3 separate regions of the Mus musculus genome follow, and regions 2 and 3 are each linked to region 1. A link is a contact called in public HiChIP or PLAC-seq data. All regions are on one chromosome and are shown on one strand. Each heading gives the region's core, a stretch centred on a gene start, on an enhancer-like site or on the middle of the called end of the contact. The rest is flanking DNA. Distances are from core to core; before and after follow the strand shown.

Region 1 (2,989 bases), core at 234-2,733:
TAGGGAATATCAGTTCACTCATCAAGTACTTGCAGAAGAGATTCAAAGGAGAGAGTCGGGCAGAGACTTGGATGACTTTAAGGCTCTGGCCAATGCAAGCCTCTTATGTTTGATTCATATGATCCTTCGGTACCAAGTACTGAGCTAGATTATAGTCTGATGGAGCTGACATACAATAGCTAAACAATCCCAGTACTATGTACTAAAACCGGAGGGTGGGGGGAAGACACCAAATGAGGTGAGCCCCTGTGCAGGTTGGGCCCAGGAAACTGGAAAATAACAGCTGTCACAGGGAAAACAGGAGGCACGAGGGTGTGGGCTGGGGCATGTGATGTGAGAGAACAGCATGTCCAAAGCGCTGGAAATGAGAGGCTCGTAATGACGCTGTAGTCAGAGAGTGGTGCCAATTAATGCCATTAAATTGCTGACTAAATTCTAGATTCTTTCATTGCTCATTCCCAAGATGGGGAAGGTGACTACCCATAGGATCAACACAAGGACAAATCGGAACAGTTCTCTGCTGGATAGCTCCAGCCCTCCATCCCAACTAGCCCATCTTAGCCCAAGTGCAACGGTTGCTGCACTTGTTCAATCAGCAAACTCTGCCAGAATCTCCAAAGAATCAAAGGATTCCCAAAGGAGACAGGAGAATATTGCCCTGCACATCTCTGATTCCCACATAGAATCCAGTTCAGAGTTTTGTGCAAAATAACTGCACTGTGTCTGCTAAACAGAACGTAAAAGAAATGAATTCATTTGAGGGCATAATTACTGCCTCAACCCACGTCCTCTGAAACCTTTGTCCTTTCTCCCAAACCCACTCCTGCCGCATAAAAGGGCGTCTCCTTTATCCTTATGCCTTTCTGTATGCAAATACCAAGATTCTCTGCGAGGAAGTGGATTTTGAAATCGGAAGATTCTGAGTGGAATCTTACTGGATTCATGGTATTGCGCAAGTCATTCAAACTGGGGCGCCCTAAGCTTACTTCATCTGCAGAGTAAGACTAACAAGCATCTGTTTTATTCGTGTTTATGAAATGAACGTTACCAGGATGAGATGAAAATAGAAAATAGGACAGTTTGTGTAAGGCAATCACCGCTCAGCCTCACATATGAACAGGACAATGAACTGTTAGAAAGGGCCCGGTAACAGGTCTGTCAGCCACCGGCCGGAGTCACCGCAACCCCTGTCTTTCCCGGGGACGCGAAATGCGTAGGAGATCCGAGGTCCCTCCAGACTCAGCCCACGCGGGGCGGACGCAGCGCGGTCCTGCGTCACCGGCGGGTGGCTACCAAGCGGGACCACACATGGTGGGAACGTGAGGGGGCGGAGCCTGCGCCGACGCTGCTGACCAATGGAACAGAGGGAGGGTCCCACCGGGTCTCACCCAATCACAGAGGCGATCCAGACTCCTTGGGGCGGAGTCATGCCAGGGAGAGGCTGCATCATAGGTCGCTGGGCGGGCGCTGGGCGGGACCAACGGGGCGGTCGGGCGGAGCGGCAGACCGAGACCCAGTCCAGGCGGCGATGGCGGCGGCTGCTGTGGTGGCAGCGACGGTCCCCGCGCAATCGATGGGCGCGGACGGCGCGTCCTCGGTGCACTGGTTCCGCAAAGGACTACGGCTCCACGACAACCCCGCGCTGCTAGCTGCCGTGCGCGGGGCGCGCTGTGTGCGCTGCGTCTACATCCTCGACCCGTGGTTCGCGGCCTCCTCGTCTGTGGGCATCAACCGATGGAGGTGAGGGGACCCTATGCTGCGGGGTGGCAACACCAAGCGGACTCCCCTGGGCCCAGGAACTCCAGCCTGCGGCCACTCTGACACAGCGTTTTTGCCCAGTGTGGCCCGCTCTGAACTCCTGGGAGGCCTGGGGGACAGAGGTCCCTCTATGCTGACGAGACTCTCGTCAAAAACGCGAAGTCAACCTGAGGGAGGATCTGCAGCCAGTCCCTGGAAGAATGGGGACTGGGCTTTTAGGGGTGTGCTGTGGGAGCGGAGAAAAGCTTCTTCAAGAGAAGTAGCCCCTCGTGGACCCCCCCCCCCCAAGGGCTTCCCTAAGCCTCGGATTTGTTTGACTCTCCCCCACGCCTCTTTTCCCATCCCGCGTAACCTCTCTTCACAGACAAACGTGGTGGTGATCAGGGAACCTAGCTTAGCATTAGCCGGTTTTAAAAAGACCCCAAGGGCATCATCGGGTAATGGCACTTTTGTGTTCTTGACGCATTTTTTTTAAAAAACATTGATTGGGAAAGGACATGCATGGCATGGCAGTGTATAGAGTTAAAAGGACGACTTGCAGGTTCTCACTCACCATACGGTTCCAGGGTGGAAAGCCGGGTGCCTTTACCCAATGAGCAATCTCTCAGGAGGTCCCCTAACCCATCTGAGAGGATCCCTGTGTAGTTATAACGTTGCTAGAAAGATATTCAAAGAGGGTTGCATCACCCGTCAGCTCTTCCGCCTGTTGTCATGAAGTGTTTTTTAGGAGAGCTGGGCCATTACAGATGAGACTTTTAGGAGCTGATGTGGAAAAACAAGAACACAATATGAAGATTCGGTGATAACTCCCAGGAGGCTGAACCCTTTCCCAGCATGCTGTGACATAATAAATCGGCATCTGATGTATTTTCTCTGTAACCAGTCTTCAGAAACAAGACGTTTTGATACACCATGTTCCCATCACTGTCTAAAGGCCTCCCTGCAGTAGCTTGGTTTGTTTGCATTGTTATGAGAGGTGTTTGCTTATGGCCTTGTTGCACAGATGAGTGAGGTAGTTCCCAGGAGACCGTGGCTCTCAGCGTCCACTCTTTCCTCTCCAAGAGGGGTTTGCCCTGCTAGGAGAGCAAGTGTTCCTAGTAGCACGCCTACTAAATGCCCCTTCCTGCCCCATTTACACAGAGGGAGCAACTAAAGATAGTCCTGTGAAGAGCCAGCCCACACAGTTTTCAGATTGGGCTATTACTCTGTCTCGCTCCAGTTTCCATAGATA
Region 2 (2,736 bases), core at 206-2,705, 610 kb before region 1:
CCACCCCTGATGTTGTTTCATGTATGGTCTCTTCCCCTCATAAGGGACAAGTGGCTAATTCCTCAGCCTCTCTTCCTGAGCCTGCCCTCTCCCAGGTGTTAGTTAGAACTTGAGGTAGTCCTACAGACTTCTGACTGGGCTGGAGCCACAATGGGATACACAGATCCAGGTCTTCATCCATATCCCACACACGACCCGGTGCTTCAGAAAGCTACACTGTGGACACACAGCAAGCACCTAGCCATTTCCATAGCATTACAGCTGCTTCTGGGCTCTTTACATACACCCTCAGGGCTCACCCTAGAGCTGGCAGCTGGACCTTTACAGCTTTGCAAGAAGAGGAAACAGGGTCATAGCTACAGACACTCAAGGTCATACTGCAAGTGACAGACAAGGGAGCCGAAGAAGCGTTTATGTTACCAAGGTCAAGAGAAATAAGAGAAGTTGCCTCCTGTCCCAGCCCCCATCAGGTCTCCTAAGCAAAGCATCCTCAGGAGTACTTGACCTTGGAAAGCCCTCTGGGATCGCCCTGGTGGAAGCTCCTTTCCCTGGGTAATCGGCTCCCCTGAGGTGACACCTTCTTGGGACTATCTGGACCTTCCTGGACTACCTGGCACTGGGCAGGCCTTCCAAGATCTCTTACTCAGGTAGAATCCTTTTTGGCAACTTCCAGCCTAAGGTGAGGCCCTCCTTCGGCCAGGGAACCCACCCTGCAGCAGCCTCCCCTTGGGGTCATTACAAAGAAGGGCTTGGGGTAGGGTTGTTCTGGTTCCCTCTGACCACTCACACTTCCTTTAAACACCCCAGCCTTACTACATCCCTTCACTATCTTTCTTGCTGGGTGCCATTTTGCAGATGGATACAATGAGGCACTAGGCAAGTTAAGTTAGGACACAGTCCCGTTCCAGCTTTGTATTCAGATTTGGTACTGTACTTTGATCTGAACAGCAAGTGACACTCACCCTTTAGTCCCCACGTAAATAGTTAATTTTTCTCACAGGCCCCAGGGCCCTTTTCCCTTGGTGTTCTATGGGACGCATGTTACCCAACTTCAGTTGATACTTCCAAACGGCTGAGCAACCAAAGGGTTAAAGGGGCCCGGAAGAGGACCCTGTAAGGGTTAAAATTATAAACGCATTTATCGCCCTCTGACTATTTATTGGGTTGTAGACCGACAACGTCGAAGCCGGGCAGAGCCAGGAGGCACCCTCGGATGGGCTTGCGCAAACGCCACAACTTTCTAGCACGACCCCCAGAAAGTATCCCAGGCACAAAGTTGGCGCAGCCCGCTCCTCCTCCGCAGCGTCGCCCTCCCCGTGGGGCGCGCGGCGGGGACGCGCGAGCTCCCGCGCGGGGCCGGCTCGGGGGACGCGGGGCTCAGCGAGGCTCGGCTCCGGCCCCCTGAATTGGGGGGTCCGCGTCTGCCCCAAACGCCGCTTTCTTCCGTTTTCCATGTCATTTCCTGTACTAATAAGATGGTGGTCAAAGCAGGGGAGGAGAGCAGCAGCGAGTCGCCGCCGCGCTGCCGCTGGCGCTGAAACTTTGCCCGGCCGGGGACCCCGCGCGCGGCCGCCCCGTCCCGCCGCGTCCCGCCGCCCCGGCCCCGGCCCGGCTCGCCGCCCCGCGTGGGAGCCCGCGAAGGTGAGTGGGCCCGGTGGCCACCGTGGCCATGAACGTGAACATGGCTTCGGAAGACGCTGGGCGGCTCGCCAACCGGCGCGGGGGCCGCGGCGAAGAGCGCGCGGGGACACTGGGGAGCGGGGGCGCAGGCAGGCGACGGGGCACGGACCGGAGCACCGGAAGCGGGGCGGGTCTCAAGGTGGCCCGGGCCCGCAGGTCGTCGCCACCGCCCGACGCGGGCCTCGGGCGGCCCAGCCTCCGCCTCCTTCCTCCGCGCACTCGCCCGCCTTGTTCCACTGTAGCCTTTTCCTCGGCTCCGCCGCGCGCTGACGGACGCGGCCGCCGGCCAATGGGAGCGGCTGTTCGGGCCCGGCGTTCGCAAAGAGAGCGCGTAGACAGGGGGCAGGGCGGGGCGAGGGCGGGATGCAGCCGCTGGCCTAGTTGCAGGGACCCGGTCGCCGGTGCTTCGGGGCCGGGCTGGGGGGCTTAGGGACCGCATGCCTCTCTGTGACCTGCCGCGGGCCTGGGGCGGCAGAGGGAGGGCGTGCCTTTTATCTATTTTAAGTCTTGGTTGCAGCACGGACTCTTCGGGAATTCGCCCCTGAGTGTCGTCTCCACCCCCCACCTCCTCATTCCCGGTCCCCAAGGTACTATGTGATGCAGAAACTGCAGAAACTTGGTGGCCAATGACCTTCCTCTGTCAAGGCCAGCGTGCCCTAGGCAAGTCGCTGCAGGGACTACTGAGCAGCCTTGGGCTAATAAGGCAAAAAGTTGCTAGTGTCTTGAGCCCATCTGAGTTGGAGCTCAGACCCTTAGAATCAGTTGATGACCTAGAGAAGGAAAGTCTGTCTTTTGTTTTTTTTGACCATGGCTTCGTGTGGAGGACAGCCGTGGTCTGTGATTAAGAGTGATCAGAAAGAAGCACGCCCAGTCCTTTGTGCGTGGGGACTGCGAGCAGTGAAGGGAGCCTTCTTTTCATCTTGAGAACCCTATAAACTTTGGGAGTTTTGTCTATCTGAAGCAGAATAGTTTTCCATGAAGTGTGATTCCCGTGGCACCCCTGTCCCCCGAAGAGGAAGGCAGGGACTTTCCTAGGTCTTGGTTGATGGTGTAGGG
Region 3 (2,808 bases), core at 295-2,794, 640 kb after region 1:
TCATAAAATGATTTATAGAACTCCACAACTATGACTGCTGGGTTAACTTGATTCATATAAATCCTAAAAAATCTACCTCAAAACCCATTAATTCTACAAAGAACATGTCGATAGAACCAATACCAAGAAACATGTAACTATCTCCTAAGCTAGTTTTTCACATCTTTATTACTAAACTAAAGATTTAAAAATGCTTGACTAAGGCCAGTCATTAAAAAGTAATAGCCACTGGGTGGCACCTTTAGTCCCAGTACTCAGGAGACAGAGGCAAGGGGATTATTATGAGTTCCAGGACAGCCAGAGCCACACAAAGAAACCCTGTCTTTAAAAGTTAATAAAACAAGACAAAACAAAAACAAAACAATTCAGAACAAGGCCAAAATAAATGAGAGGGGGAAAAAAAAAGAGTAACAACCAAGACTGGAGAAGTAGTTCAGCAGTTAAGAGCACTTCATGCTCTTCTAGAGGACCTGAGTTTCATTCCTGCATGGTGGTTTGCAACTATCTATAACTGTAGTTCCAGGGGATCCAATACTCTCTTAAGGCCTCCAGGCATGCACATGGTGCACAGTTATACTTGCCAGGTAAACACCCATATACATAAAATACTGTGATAAAACATCTTTTAAATAGCAGGCTTTGACTTGACCTTCACATAGTTAAAATACTATATAATGAGAAGTAAAATCTTTAGGCCCAAACCAGAAAGGCAAGGAGAGGAAGCAAATAGAGCCTTACAAGAGATGTAAAAGAAAGCAGGGTAGGCTGGGTTTTATTAGCCATCACAGGGTCAGCTTTTCCAGCTCACATCCTCATGTAACAAGTTAGTCCTTGACCTAACACAGAGCTGGGAGTACAGGCCATTTTTTTTTTTTTTTTTTTTTTTTTTTTTGGTATCTGGGGTTCTGAGGGCTTCTCTTGGTGGCAGCTGACTTTGGCAATCTGCCTCCTGGATGTTCTACTTGCCCTTCCACCCTGTTCTTGATTAGCAACCACATAAATCCGGACTCAGCACCTGAGAATCCACTGGAATAACTTCTCTACCATTTCCCTCTGTCTAGACAACATGAAATTGTCATAAGAGACACCTAAAGTACAATTAGTAGAGAAACTGCAATTTCCACTCTCCTCCTCCGTTCCCCAAAAGAACTGCACATTAACGTCCTCCACCATGTCAATCATACAACCCTGATGAAGATTAACTCTGAGGAGTCTGGAAGCCATTTCATTTCCAGCTTGCTAAAAATTTTATAGTCCCCACTATAATTAGAACATGTAAATTGCTTTCTTTTTACTAGCACTAATGGCTATAATTGAAGTGATCTGAATGTCTACTGAATGGATACCTGTGTAAAAAAAAAAAAAAACTTCATAAATACCACTTTATCCAGCTGCATTTTATTTAAGAAAATCACAAACAAAAGAGAAAAGACAAAGTGGGGGCAATGAAAGGCATGAAGCCACCAGAGCTCTGGCTTCTGTAACTACCCTAAGAAGATACTTTGAAGCCACTGCCAGTTCCTTTCAAGATGCCTCAGTAAGAGAGCAGACAGATCAAAGGACAACAAGCCATGAAACACTTTATCAGTGTTTTCTGGAGGAGGGTTCCCCAGGGGACACTTGACGATTTCTGTAGACATTTTTGGTAGTCGCAACTGGTTTGGGGGAGTGTTACTTATGTAACAGCAGGAGTACTACTAAACACCCTTCAAAGACTGAGACAGCCTCCCACAGTGAAGGGTTATCTAACCCAAATGGCAAGACTGCTGTTGTTGCTAAACCTCTTTGACATATTTTAATGGTCTGAGTTTAAGCAACAGAAATTCTAAACAACAAAAATGGGTAGAAATCTGGGATCCAAGTTTCAGAATTAGGCAGATTGCAGCTTAAGCTCTATCTTGTATCACCACCTCTTAGGCTATGCAACCTAAGAATTTATTCTTAGTTTCCACATTTGATGGGAAATCCCCATCTCATAAATTTTTATGATGAAATAAGAACACATGTAAGGCTGGAATGTAGCTCAGAAATAGAGTGTGGTTGAGTCTAGCATGAACGGAGGCCCTGGATTTAATGTCCAACATAAACCAACCAACAAACAATACTAAGCAAACATGAATGTGTAGTCCAATATTCAGCCAATTTTTTTAGTTCTTTGGATTATAAATATATATATATATATATCAGGAATATAAAATGTCCTGCTTATTCAACTCATAATGTCTAAAAGGGGTTTGGTCAGAAATATATTTTGAAGATTAATACTATAAAGGTTAAATATAGGAACATAAACCATAAGAATCACACATACCACATCCAAATAAAGTTTTGTAATAACAGTCCATCCAGCCACTAATATACACTATAAATACCAAGTTCTTGCTATTGGAGTATCCCTTAGGACCAGAAATGTTCCTAATTTTGGAGGTTTGAAGATTTAGGAATATTTGCATAGATTATGGATTGAAGAATCTCACATCTGAGAATTTGGGAAGCAGAGGCAAGGAGAGCTCTTGAGTTCAAGGCCAAGAAGGTCTACAGGGAGAATCCCAATACAGTCAGGGCTACACAGAGTACCACTGTTTCAACCCCTCTCTCCAAATTTCAAATCTTAATTATGAAATTTTTGCCATTTTTGTTTTTGTTTTTTTTTCCTGAGACACAAGTTTCCCTAGTTAGTTCAAGTTGACCGTTGGCTCAAGATCCTCCAGGATTCTCCAAAAATACATTGAAACAAACAAATATGGTGGCAAATACATATCTATAATCACAAAAAAACTGTGGACAAAGAAGAAAGCTAGCTAGAGA

What was found. HiChIP or PLAC-seq counts read pairs in DNA pulled down with a chosen protein or histone mark.
Region 2: a contact with region 1 is called in an H3K27ac HiChIP or PLAC-seq map of microglia, with 7 times the contacts expected there. The contact joins the promoter of Prdm11 here to the promoter of Cry2 in region 1. A contact is called at or near these places in 3 of 39 promoter capture datasets (the 3T3-L1 cell line, the C10 cell line and stem cell-derived epiblast-like cells), 1 of 484 Hi-C or Micro-C datasets (embryonic stem cells) and 2 of 115 datasets of contacts at active chromatin or transcription factors (astrocytes and microglia).
Region 3: a contact with region 1 is called in an H3K4me3 HiChIP or PLAC-seq map of the SCID.adh cell line, with 8 read pairs. The contact joins the enhancer-like site here to the promoter of Cry2 in region 1. A contact is called at or near these places in 4 of 39 promoter capture datasets (the 3T3-L1 cell line, the HPC-7 cell line, pre-B cells and 1 more), 4 of 115 datasets of contacts at active chromatin or transcription factors (the SCID.adh cell line, differentiating embryonic stem cells, embryonic forebrain and 1 more) and 3 of 9 other capture datasets (adipose tissue, embryonic stem cells and liver).

Annotation. Positions count from the first base shown.
Region 1 is chr2:92,432,563-92,435,551 of GRCm38.p6, reverse strand. Cry2 (cryptochrome 2 (photolyase-like)) reads left to right here and starts at 1,483. Exons shown (of 12, transcript NM_009963.4): 1 at 1,483-1,740. The coding sequence starts at 1,529.
Region 2 is chr2:93,044,884-93,047,619 of GRCm38.p6, reverse strand. Prdm11 (PR domain containing 11) reads left to right here and starts at 1,455. Exons shown (of 8, transcript NM_001368848.1): 1 at 1,455-1,641.
Region 3 is chr2:91,790,672-91,793,479 of GRCm38.p6, reverse strand. The region is part of intron 7 of Ambra1 (autophagy/beclin 1 regulator 1); the gene reads right to left. Among named protein-coding and RNA genes, the nearest start is that of Ambra1, 62 kb to the right of the region's middle. Within about 2 kb of position 1,544, at least 12 of the 459 cell types and tissues checked have an H3K27ac peak or open chromatin away from gene starts, as enhancers often do. A contact at or near this core is called in the SCID.adh cell line, where this site is marked.